Regions from separate parts of the Mus musculus genome. Here regions 1, 3 and 4 are each linked to region 2. The links are chromatin contacts, called in public Hi-C, Micro-C and promoter capture Hi-C maps. All regions are on one chromosome and are shown on one strand. The core of a region is the stretch at or near the end of the contact, and the rest is flanking DNA. Distances in the headings are between cores, read along the strand shown. Region 1 holds the start of Psmd7 (proteasome (prosome, macropain) 26S subunit, non-ATPase, 7). Region 2 holds the start of Zfhx3 (zinc finger homeobox 3). Region 3 has its middle 94 kb from the start of Gm42040. Region 4 holds the start of Wwp2 (WW domain containing E3 ubiquitin protein ligase 2).

The links. Promoter capture Hi-C pulls out the DNA fragments that hold promoters and counts their contacts. A called contact is a pair of places that touch in the nucleus more often than the background predicts.
Region 1: a contact with region 2 is called in a Hi-C map of reprogramming fibroblasts, with 6 times the contacts expected there. The contact joins the promoter of Psmd7 here to the promoter of Zfhx3 in region 2. A contact is called at or near these places in 12 of 39 promoter capture datasets (the 3T3-L1 cell line, cranial neural crest, embryonic stem cells and 7 more), 7 of 484 Hi-C or Micro-C datasets (the HL-1 cell line, adipose-derived mesenchymal stem cells, cranial neural crest and 4 more) and 15 of 115 datasets of contacts at active chromatin or transcription factors (the NIH/3T3 cell line, differentiating embryonic stem cells, embryonic brain and 7 more).
Region 3: a contact with region 2 is called in a promoter capture Hi-C map of cranial neural crest. The contact joins the enhancer-like site here to the promoter of Zfhx3 in region 2. A contact is called at or near these places in 2 of 39 promoter capture datasets (cranial neural crest and liver), 4 of 115 datasets of contacts at active chromatin or transcription factors (embryonic forebrain, embryonic midbrain, forebrain and 1 more) and 1 of 9 other capture datasets (embryonic stem cells).
Region 4: a contact with region 2 is called in a Micro-C map of the HL-1 cell line, with 1.9 times the contacts expected there. The contact joins the promoter of Wwp2 here to the promoter of Zfhx3 in region 2. A contact is called at or near these places in 1 of 39 promoter capture datasets (the 3T3-L1 cell line), 2 of 484 Hi-C or Micro-C datasets (the HL-1 cell line and bone marrow-derived macrophages) and 4 of 115 datasets of contacts at active chromatin or transcription factors (embryonic forebrain, embryonic stem cells and extraembryonic endoderm stem cells).

The regions. Positions count from the first base shown.
Region 1 is chr8:107,587,143-107,589,853 of GRCm38.p6, forward strand. Psmd7 (proteasome (prosome, macropain) 26S subunit, non-ATPase, 7) reads right to left here and starts at 1,340. Exons shown (of 7, transcript NM_010817.2): 1 at 1,137-1,340. The coding sequence starts at 1,210.
Region 2 is chr8:108,713,290-108,715,989 of GRCm38.p6, forward strand. It overlaps Zfhx3 (zinc finger homeobox 3), which reads left to right and starts at 1,355. Exons shown (of 10, transcript NM_007496.2): 1 at 1,355-2,041.
Region 3 is chr8:107,684,130-107,687,018 of GRCm38.p6, forward strand. No RefSeq gene overlaps it. Among named protein-coding and RNA genes, the nearest start is that of Gm42040, 94 kb to the right of the region's middle. Within about 2 kb of position 1,327, at least 16 of the 459 cell types and tissues checked have an H3K27ac peak or open chromatin away from gene starts, as enhancers often do.
Region 4 is chr8:107,435,071-107,437,809 of GRCm38.p6, forward strand. Wwp2 (WW domain containing E3 ubiquitin protein ligase 2) reads left to right here and starts at 1,300. Exons shown (of 24, transcript NM_025830.4): 1 at 1,300-1,371.

The sequences.
Region 1 (2,711 bases), core at 90-2,589, 1.1 Mb before region 2:
ACCAGGCTGGCCTCGAACTCAGAAATCCGCCTGCCTCTGCCTCCGGGGTGCTGGGATTAAAGGCATGCGCCATCACGCCCAGCAAGAATTGTTTTCTTTAGCCACTAACAAACTGCATATTTGGAAACAACTTAATTCTATGCTAAGGAAACACACAAGCCACAGTGAAAGTAACATTACACCTCTCTAACCCACTAAAACTACTTCAAACAACGAGTTTCCACATGCCAAAGGAAACTTCATCCACGAGTCTTTAAAGCCCCTCCATCTGTTCCTTGATACAACTACCAACAGTGTCTGCACCCCCCCCCCCCATTCTTACCAATTGTTAAAATAAAGCTTAAACAGTGTTCACCCCATCAGGGCCCCTAGTATCCCAGGCATTCCGAACAATACAACTGAATTCAGACTCAAAAGGCTCCGTCTTGAGGTTTTTTTTTTTTTTTTTTTTTTTTGGCTCTGGTTGAGTTAGCTGCACAAAGCCTGCTTCAGACCAGGCACTAGCGCCGACTTGACTGCAAGTAGACTCCCTACTGGACCTTCATATTTGTTAACTCCTCACACTAATTATCTTGTAAAACTTCCGAACACGTGCAACAGGTCTGGCCGGATGAACGGCTGGAGCAGGCAAGGGTGGCAGTGAGCTACCCAAGGGAACTGTAGGCTGGCCCCAATCTGCACCTGCCTCGTTTTTAGAGGAACAAGCCGACACCTTATTCATTCCCATTTTAAAGGTACCATTCGACCAGAATCCCAAATCGAAACTTGGCTATGATCCCTGCCTCATCCAGAAAATCGTTCATCGGGGACTCCGAGACCGGGGTTTCAGTGACAGCTTTTACAGGCACGGGCACACGAGACTGAAGCTCGGTCTTAAACGGCGCCCAGCCGTTCTGGGAAAAGGCGCGGCCTCGGCGGGTAGCATCGTTCCGGCTCCGGGGCCTCGCCAGGCGGGCCAGACTCAGGAGTGGCGGCCTCGGTGGGGGTGCGAGGCTGTCAATGGGTACCGAGCACCGCGGTGTGGAGCCGCTGGGGTCGCTTGTCCCAACCCGTGTCCCCGGCCGCCGCGTTTGTGCCCGGCGCGCCCGTGACTCAGCAGCCCTGCGCCGTGTGGCCGCCACGCGCCACCCGCTCACCGGTTGAAATGATCCACCACACTGAGCAGCACCAGGGGGTGAACCACCACCTTCTGCACCGCCAGCTCCGGCATCGCGACACAGCCCGACCACCGGCCCGGCTCCCTGCAACCCGCAAACACCAGCAACCGCAGCGACACAGGCCGCTCCTCCAGGCCCCAGCACCTCCCCTTCCGGTTTGACCGCCGCTGCACAGTCGACTTCCGCTCCCAGAGCGCTTTGCGCTCGTGCCCGCCCTGTCGCCAGGGGCGCCATCTTGAGAAAGGGAAAGAACCGCCTTGCCTTCTGTGGGACTTAGGCTATTGACGAAGCTTGGCATTGAGCCTTTCCCTAGGTTTTTGTTTTTGTTTTTGTTTTCGTTTTTGTTTTTCCTCAGTTGTTTGCCAGCTCACCATTTCTCCTCCTTGGAAGGTTGTAGAAAAAGGCAGATAAACATAAGTAGTAACAGCGTGTACTTCTACTAATCAAATAATTAACGACATATATTTAACTTTCTTTTTTTTTTTTCAAAGATTTACTTATCTATTATATGTAAGTACACTGTAGCTGTCTTCAGACACACCAGAAGAGGGAGTCAGATCTCGCTACGGATGGTTGTGAGCCACCATGTGGTTGCTGGGATCCGAACTCTGGACCTTCGGAAGAGCAGTCAGGTGCTCCTACCCACTGAGCCATCTCACCAGCCCTTAACTTTCACTTAACACTTTAAGTCAGCACTGTTTCAAAATTTCCCAGAGGAGTTTCATTTGTTTGTTTGTTTGTTTTTGGGTTTTGGTTTTTGTTTTGTTTTGCTTCTTTTTTTTTTTTTTTTTTTTTTTTTGAGACGGTGTTTCTTTATGTAACAGCCCTGGCTGTCCTGGAACTCACGTTGTAGACCTGACTGGCCTCTACCTGCCTCTGTTCCCTGAGTGCTGGAGTTAAAGTCATATGCCATCACACCTGGTTTTTATTTATTTATTTTTAATGTTTTATTTCATTGCTTTTGAAGTTGGGCCTTCTATGACATTGACTAGCATGGAAATTGTTGTATAGTCCAGGGTGGTCCCCTGTCTCTACCTCCTCCTAAGTACAAGGGTGACAGCATATGCGACCACACGTGGTTTAGAGATGCTCTCGGTCTCTAACACCAAGGGCACACTTTGGGTGTATGACTGGATACTTTATCTATAGTTTTTATTTCTGGGAATTTTCCTTAATGCTCACTGTGACATAATGAGTGCAACAACATTCAGGTTTTGTTAATCCCAAAGATTTGGGGAGAAAGGCCACCAACCCAAAACACCATGGCTAAATTAATTAAAATTAATTAATTAAAGCAAGCATTTTTATTTATTCAATTTAATTTAGTTTTTATAGGGGTCCCCAATTTCAATTCAATGCTTGGGTGTAAGTATCTGTCTGTCTAAGTCAACTGCTGGTAGGGCCTCTTAGAGGACAGCCATGCCAGTCTCCCGTCTGTAAGCATATCATAGCTTTAAAACAAGCATTTTTTTATTTGTGTACATGGGCTGTCTCTTCCTAAAAACGGGTGTGTGTGTGTGTGTGTGTGTGTGTGTGTGTGTGTGTGTGTGTGTG
Region 2 (2,700 bases), core at 105-2,604:
AAAACACCACCTGTTCTTGAGCCCGAGGTCAGGCAGCCTGAAGCAGGTCTATGGAGGCCATACTCTGGCTCAAAAACCCATCCTCCCCCAACCCCCCCAGACCTGCTCTCCCCCTTCCCCAAGTTTGACTAAATTTGGCCTCTGCCCTCCTTTGTCCCTAATCAGACATGATTCCCCAGAGGCAGCTCTTTTCTCCCAAGGTCCTAGCTTGGGGTGGGGGAAGGGAGACGGCGATTGCAATCTTTTTTTTTTTTCTTGTGCTAAAATATAGACAGGGTAACAGACTGCGCCCAACAGGTTAGGTATTTACATCGATTTGAAACCGAATTCTATTGTACCAAAATGCTTCCTACATTGGGGCCCTGTAGTTTTCACCAAGCAAGCCTCCCCCTTTCCTCCCTGTTAGTGTGTGTTTAATGCAAATACGATTCCATACATTCTGCTCTTCGCCGGGTGAGCTTATTATATTTCTAACACTTGCATGGTTCATTATTGTGCAGTAGGAAAAGACTCGCGGCTGCCGGGGGCAGCCTGGGTGGCTGGTTTTCAGAAAGAGAAAAAGCAGGTGTCTTTCTATGCTGGGAATGAAGACTAGATTTAGGAGGAGGGTGGAATTCTGTCTGAGAGGACTGGAGCCTTCCGGTGAGATTTCAAGGGGGCCTGCCTTTGCATAACAGAACGCCAAAGGTGAACCTTGGGAGACCTAGAAGTGCCCAGCTGTCGCTGTGACCAGCCGAGGTAGCCCCGTTGGGTTTGATCCTGGTGGTAGAATCGTCTTGAGCCGGGCCACCTTTCTTGCCCTGTCTGAAATGCTCTGTGGCTCCTAAGGGCAGTCTCCTGATCCTGACAGCGGGTGGTTCCAGGCTGCTTGGCCTTTTCTAGTCGTTTCTTGCTCTCCTCTTCTCCCCCTCTCCTTAGAAACTGTCCTTAAACTCTCAATGGAGAGTGAGTGAGTAGGGGATGTTTTCGTAAGTTTCTGCAGCTGAAAAACAGAAGTGCTCTGTGAAGCAGTTAATAGGATGGGTGTGTGTTTCAAATAAATTCCTGTCCACATTGGCTAAAGTCCCCATGTTAGAGTGGCCTGGCTCTGACGTGGACAGGGCCCAGAGACTGATGGATCAGGGTTCGGAGGCCCCGACTGCTTGTTCTTCTCTTTTGGGGGAGAGACTGGGGGTGGCCGAAGGCGCGTCCGTTTCTTCCAGGCCGGCCTTTGACTTTTGATGAGCGGTGCGGTCAGTGCCTCGCGGGGACGCGGCTTTGTTCCTGCCGGGCCGGTTCCTGGGTTGGTGCAGGCCAGGGCAGCCAAGGCTCCTGTCCCCAGGCGAGTGCGGCCCAGGCCGCCTCCAAGGCTGGTGCTGGGAGCCCGGGCCCGGCAGCTCCGGCCCTGCTCCTGTGTGTTTGTGCGTCTATGTCCCCAGGTCCCCGCAGGCGCGCGGGCGCGGCCACCGCGAGCAGCCCGGCCTGCGCCCAGCGCGACTGTAGATGTCAGGCTTTGCCCGGGGAGCCGAGAGGCTGCGGGGCTGTGAGTTTCAAATTAACCTTCCGCTTTGTTGCTGTGTAATGTGGATCCCCGAAGGCCCCCCGCCCCGCCCGCCCCCCTTCCTCGGGCGGTGCGCGCTGCAAACTGCGAGTTGAGCTTCATTTACATAAAGCGATTCCGGGCGGGCGGGCGGGCGAGCGGGCGGCGCAGGAGGAGGAGAGAGGCGGGCAGGCCGGGACGGGGACCGGGACGCAGCGCCGCGCCCCGTGGGTGAATCCCCGCCGCGCCTGGGGGACCTCCCTCCCCGGGGCAGCCCGCAGATCGCCAGCCCCGGGCCGCCACCATGCGCGCCCCGCCCCTGCCGCCAGGCCCCTCGCTCCTAGCCTGCGCCACCGCCGAGCCCGGGGGGCAGCGGGAGGTGGGGAGAATGCCGCCTGGGGTGGGTAAGTTCGGGGCTCCGCTGCCACTGGAATCTCCCGTTGTCGCGCTGCCCGGCGTGGTGGCCCCCGGACCTCCGAGTGCCTCCTTCCTCCTGAGGTGTACGGAGGCTTTGTGTGCCAGGTGAGTGCAGCCTCCCTCCCCCGCCGCGCCGCTCGCAGCCGGCCTAGCGCTGGAGGCAGGTGCTGCGAGTGAGTCTTGGCTGAACTTCCCATTCTCTTGGGGCGTGTGGGGGAAGGGCAGGCTTGGATGCACTTGAACTCCTAGACTCCAGGAGGAACCTACCTGGGGAGAGAGTGGCTTAGAGTCTGCTGGGCACCAGAGTACGTTCTTCCTCCTATCTCCTCTTGCTTTTCCTTCCCGACCTCCTCCTCCTCCTCCTCCTCCTGCTTTTGGGTTAGTTCCTACCTTGTTAATACTTGGGGGTACTGGTGCCATTGAGAACTTTGGATTCTTTGGTCTAAAACACACCTTCAGCTGCCGGGGGGGGGGGCGGTTATGAAGGAAAGAGAGAGAGAGAGTGAGAGTGTGTTAGAAGTCGCTGGTCAGTTTGCAGCAATGTGAAGAATGTGCCTGTTTGGGGAGTAATTAAAGAGAGAATCAGGGCAGAGCTGGCGGGACCTATGGAGATCATCTTGGCCTGGCTGCTCTCTAATTTCGGTTTGTTCTTCTGCCAGAACCGGTACAGCATTTATTTTGGGGGGCGGGAAGTACGAAGGAAAGGTAAGATTTTTTTTTTAAACTCCATTTAAAGAGGAGAGATATCCAAGTTAGGGTAGCAA
Region 3 (2,889 bases), core at 77-2,576, 1.0 Mb before region 2:
ACATGTATAATGAAATAGTTACAGAAAGAGAGCCACACCAGGTCCTCCCTGGAGCTACAGAGAGCTACACTAGGTCCTCCCTGGAGCTACAGAGAGCCACACCAGGTCCTCCCTGGAGCTACAGAGAGCCACACTAGGTCCTCCCTGGAATTAGTTGTACTCATTCTGGGGCCACTTAAAATTTTTTTTATTGCATTTCGAAGGTGTCAGATCCCTTGGCACAAGAGTTACTGACAGTTGTGAGGTGCCACATGGGTGCTGGGAATTGAACCAAGGACCTCTGGAAGAACAGTCAGTGTTCTTAACCTCCGAGCCATCTCTCCAGACCCAGTTCTGGTGTCACTTTTGAGAAAAATGTTTTTCTTCATTATGAACTACATGTCCCAAGTCAAACCCTACAAGCAAAGTCACTGGATGCTAGGGCTGGCTAATGAGTGTTTTTGAAGGAATTCAAAAGGATACCATAAAAAACTAATGACTATGTATTGTGCTATAATTTCAATTTTTTTCAAATGTACAAGAATGTATTAAAAATAAATTACTAACTTCTACAGCTTCCATAAAGGTTCATTCGGAGTAGTTGGGGAAGGAAAAAAAAAACCCTTTTATAAAATACAGGAACCATCTTGGGTTAAACAAATGCCAGAAAAAATTATAATTGTAAAAACGCGATGTTGGCTATCGTTATTCCAGTGGCTGTGTTGTTTCCAATAACAGTTTGGCGCTGTATTTAGTCTGTAGCAATCTACAATTGAAATATAAAATAAAGATTTTTCTTTTATTTCCCTCTGAAGTTCTGGGCCAAGCTAAGCAGAGCGGACCTGAAGCATCTGCGGTTGATTAAAACAAGCTTTCCTATGGGGTTTCGAGTAGAAAGTAAACATGGATCCTATCCACAGTCAACAGCATTTACAAATGTGAAGAGAGGAAGCTACCGAGTGTTTGGAGAAGGAACTACTATAAAGGAGGCAGAAACACGGAGTGGCAGATGGTGAAAATGAGTTCCATACGGTCAAAGGCTGCGTTCAAAGGAAAACGGGCAGCGAGCGGTTCTGGCTGATGATACTTTATTGATGCGATTTTTTTGCGTCTTATTTTCTACCTTTGACTTTTGAGAAGTGTCTCGCCTCAAGATGCCAGAAAAAGGTGACTCCCGTGAAAGAGAAGAGGGATTTTGTTCTGCTAGCTTGTTGGGGGTTGATGCAGCCAATGGAGCGCCCCCTGGAGGCTCTACCTGGAAGTTGTCTCTAATTGGCAAAGTGCTTGCTGCTCAGATGAGAACCTGAGTTTGATGTTGGACACCTGGTAAAAGCTTGGAATCTTAGCGTTGGGGAGGCAAGACATGAGGATCACTGGAGCTTGCTGGCTATGTTAGCTGAATCAGCCCGTTCTCGGGAGACCGCGTCTCAAAAACACAAACTTACAAAAGACAAGGGTTGTGGCTCTCGGGGCGCAACCCCTGAGACTCAGACACACAAACAGACACACACAGGCAACCCCCCCCCCCCCCCCAATTCTACACGCGCGCACATGTTCTCTAATTCTTTCTGTTTACCTTGGGTTTGGGGTCAATTGTGTTTTTCTAACTTAGTGAGATTATGTCACTGATTAGGTGCCAAATGGGATTCCAATTCTGCCTCTTAAACTTCCTAAGCTGTTTGAGCCTGGGAAATGACGAAGCACCCGTGCCTCATGGCCTTTCATCTTCAGAGTTGGCTGCTGTAATAGTCATCTCCCATTTGTGTCCCCGACTCTCTCCAGTGGTTGCCTACAAGGACAGCGTACCCAACGCTGTATATTTTTCTGTCCTGGACATATATACCTAAAAGAAAATCATGTTTATAAGTTAAACATGGTAAGAGATTAGTGATAGTATATAATATAATAAAATGATTGGAATAATATGCTGTAGCAAGTCACGTGGATGCGCTCTCTGTTTTTAAGTTGCCGAGGAGAGCCACGCGCTCAGACTGGGTACCAATGGAAAATTCACGTCTTCGAAGGGCCAGGATGGACTAGTGGCAGAGGTCATCACTCAGGATGACAATTTAAGATTAGACCATAGTTATGCAAATTTCTGTAAATATTTCTGGACTGTTGTTACCCATGATAAGTGAAACTACAGACAGTGTGTGTGTAGGCTAGAGTACTACTAGCCTTTGTGATATTTATTTGTTTGTTTGTTTGCTTATTTATTTATTGTGTGTGTGTGCTGGTCAGAGGACACCTTGTGGATTTTCTCCTTCCACTGTGGGTTCCAGAACTCCCAGTTGTCAGGGTGGCTTAGCAAGCACTTTTACGGCTGAGCCGTCTCACCGAAGCCTAAATGTGGAAGTGTTATAAAGAGTAAAATGAATTTGTCTAGGTAAAATGTCTACCAGGGTCCTTTGGATGGCTGTAAAAATGGCCATTCTAGGCCCCCACACTAGTACTCTGGGGTCAGTGTCTCTGCAGTTTGTTGACCACAGACCAGTCATTAAGTTTTCCTTTTTTGCTTGTTTTCTTGAAGCAGTGTTTCACCATGTAGACCAGGCTAGCCTTTCTTCATGTTATAATTCCCTGCCTCAGCTCCTCATCCTGGGGATTATAGGCGTACACTACTGCGCCTGCTCAGCAGACTAAAACAAACCATTCACCTCATGGTTGTATTCCCGAATTTAGTAAGCTACCTGTACTGCTATGATAGTACATGTATTTTATGCCATTTATACAAGCTAGACATTTTAAAAAAAGAGATTTTAAAAATACGTTGAAATTTGGGGCATCATTGATTAAAAAAAAAGACATAGTAAAAGCTGGGACACTGTTGCTTCAAATCTCACTGGGTCAAGGTTGGAAGGTCATTGAGGTAGAACGCATTTGCTGAGTTGTACTAACTAAACTGAAATG
Region 4 (2,739 bases), core at 50-2,549, 1.3 Mb before region 2:
CTTAAAACCTCGCCCCGAGAAAGGCTTGATACTACACAGGGATCCTGAACACCCAGTGTAGTCACAGGGTGGCTAATAAAGACTTTCTCTTGGTAGATACCCCACAGCAAAGACACCGGACACACAGGTGGTACACAGATACACTTCAAGAGAAACATCTATGTAATAAAATACAAATGAAAATGTAATATTTCAGTTAACAAAAACCCAACAAAAATCCAGGTAATCAGAACAATTAACTCGGTGGTGGATGCCAGCCTAGGTTACATAAAATCTTGCCCCACCTGTCTCCTCTCTCACCCCTAACCCTCCACCCCAATGGTATAAACTGGTAATCCTAACTACTCAGAAGCTAAGGCAATGGAATTAAAAGTTCTTGGCCAGTTGGAGCATTTAAAATAAGACCCTGTTCCAAATAAAAACCAGAAAGGAAGCAAAATGGCTGGGAACATAGGTCAGTTGGGACGCCCTGGACTAGTCACGTTCAACTGTCAATCTTGCAAAACCCAGAAAGTTTCTGTTGTCCAGGCTACGGTGAGGTATGTCTACAATGCCAGGAATCAGGTGGCCAAGGACAGCGCTGGGTTCCAGGTCAGCCAGGGTTACTTACATAGATTCCCTGTTTGTTAATTCATAATGTTCAGTTTACTCCGTAGGGGAGGGGAGCGGGGGGGGGGGGATGGGAGTTGGTTCCCCATGGGGAAGACACGTAGGGACTCCGGAAGTTTTGAAAGGGTGTCAGGTTGTCGTGTGTCATGTCCCATGCTCCACTCCCGTCCCTCTTTCCAGTTTTGCTTCTTGGAACAACAGATGCCTTACAAAGGCCAGGGCATTTATACTTCTAGAACTGAGAACAAGGCCTTACAGAGTTGGCACAAGCTAACGACATTACATGGGATGCTCAAGTTTGATCAGTATACATCTGTGGTACCAAAACATCCTTTGCAAATTTGGGGACATGCTTAGAGTTACACGGTTTATCTGACACTCAAGTTTGGAGGGGGGGAGCGTACTGTTTTTTATCCAGCAACTCCTTCAAGACTTGACTTAACTGATCGGATGGTCTTCTCCCACCTGTACCATGGCGGGAAAACAACTGTACTTGCTTCCAAAGGCATACATAAAGACCCCGGGGCCCGGTGAGCCCTTATTTTATACGTTTGCTCGGGCACAGCCCGGGTGATCCTTGCAATCCCGGCCCTGAGCGGGTCAAACGCTCGCCGCCCGGGTCCTAGGTGGTCCGCACCTGCGCGCCCCGGCCAGCCTCTTCCGGGTCAGGTGACCGCGCACGCCCACGTGACCCGGCCCGAGTGCGGGCGCTGGAAGGCGGAAGTGGAGCGGAGTTAGGCGCCGCTGGTGTGGCCGCGGCAGGTAGGTGGCGCGGGGGCACTGGGGGGCTCGGCAGCGAGCGGGCGGCGCGGGGCAGCCAGGGGGCGGCGGGCGGCGCGAGGGGCCGGGGGCGGCGCGGGGCGGGCGCCGGGGGGCGGCGGCTTCCTGTGGGAGGGGCCTGGCGCGCGGTTCCGGCCTCCGAGGAGGGATGTCCCGGCTCGCGCCCGGGCGGGGTGGGCGCGGGGCCCGGCGGGAGTCGCCCGCTGGTGGCGCTTCCGGAAGGAGACCCCCAGCCCCGGGTGCCTGCGGTGCGGAGGAGCCGTGTCTGTCTGGGAAGGGGGCCCGACCTCAGCCGGGGAAGACTCATTTGCTCCCTGGAAGGGGCTGCCTGGGAGTGGGCGTCTGGCTTGTAGGGACAGGGAGAAAAAAATCTGGACGATGCGGCCTGGACCCCATTCCAAGAGTCTTTTTTCCTTCCGTCCTCTTTAAAAAGGATGGCGATCCGGGACTTTGATACCGGTTCTGTTCAGTTCTTTAAACTTCAGGAGGGATCCCTGAGTCTTGATCGTCTGACTCTGGTCACACCCACTTTGCCCTGTTTGGGTAGGGTTTCCACTTGTTGGGAACCTTGCCCATCAGATCGTCTTTCTTTGAGATGCTCCCGGATCGGGTCATCTTGGAGGCCACCAAAAAAAAAAAAAAAAAAAAAAAAAAAAAGACGTGTAGGTGCTTTGCTGTGATCATAACAAGACTTTTAACCTACACTGTTGTTGGCGACCTGGGCCGGCGTTACCTCAGCAACGCATTGACTGCTGAAGTCATGGACAGTTGAAAGTCTGCCCATACCGATTTGAGACCTCTCAAGCTTAAATTATGCAGCTTCCTTTACCATGTGACTGCTTATCTTGACCAGCTGTGACTAGGTGGGGTGACTGAGAAGTTTCTCTTGTGTTCCTTAGAACTGTGACCTAGATCGTAGTTTTTGAGGTTAAAAATACCCATCTTAAGATTCTTCATCCTCTAGGCCTAGGCCTGAAGATGGCTCCAAGTTCCAAGCCAGCCTAAATAAACAAACAGGCCACCCTCTTTTCCCTTCACTTTTGCTAAGGTTTGCAGAAGTGAAGCAAAGTTTATGAATGCAACGAAGGTCAGGGTTCAAATGGGACATTGACAGGAGCCAGAATCACAGGTCGCTAGGGGGGAAAAAGCACTTTGCATTAATATATTAGGAGTTGAAGACTTGGGGGGTATATTATAAGCATTTAAAAGTTAATTTTTGTAGCAGTCTCGAGAAGTCATTCACACTTTATAGATAACAAGCTAAGAGAATTGACTTAAAATAAAAGATGTATTTTTATTTGTGTGTATGTTCCTGTGTGTATGTGCCCACCAAGGACAGACAGAGCATTG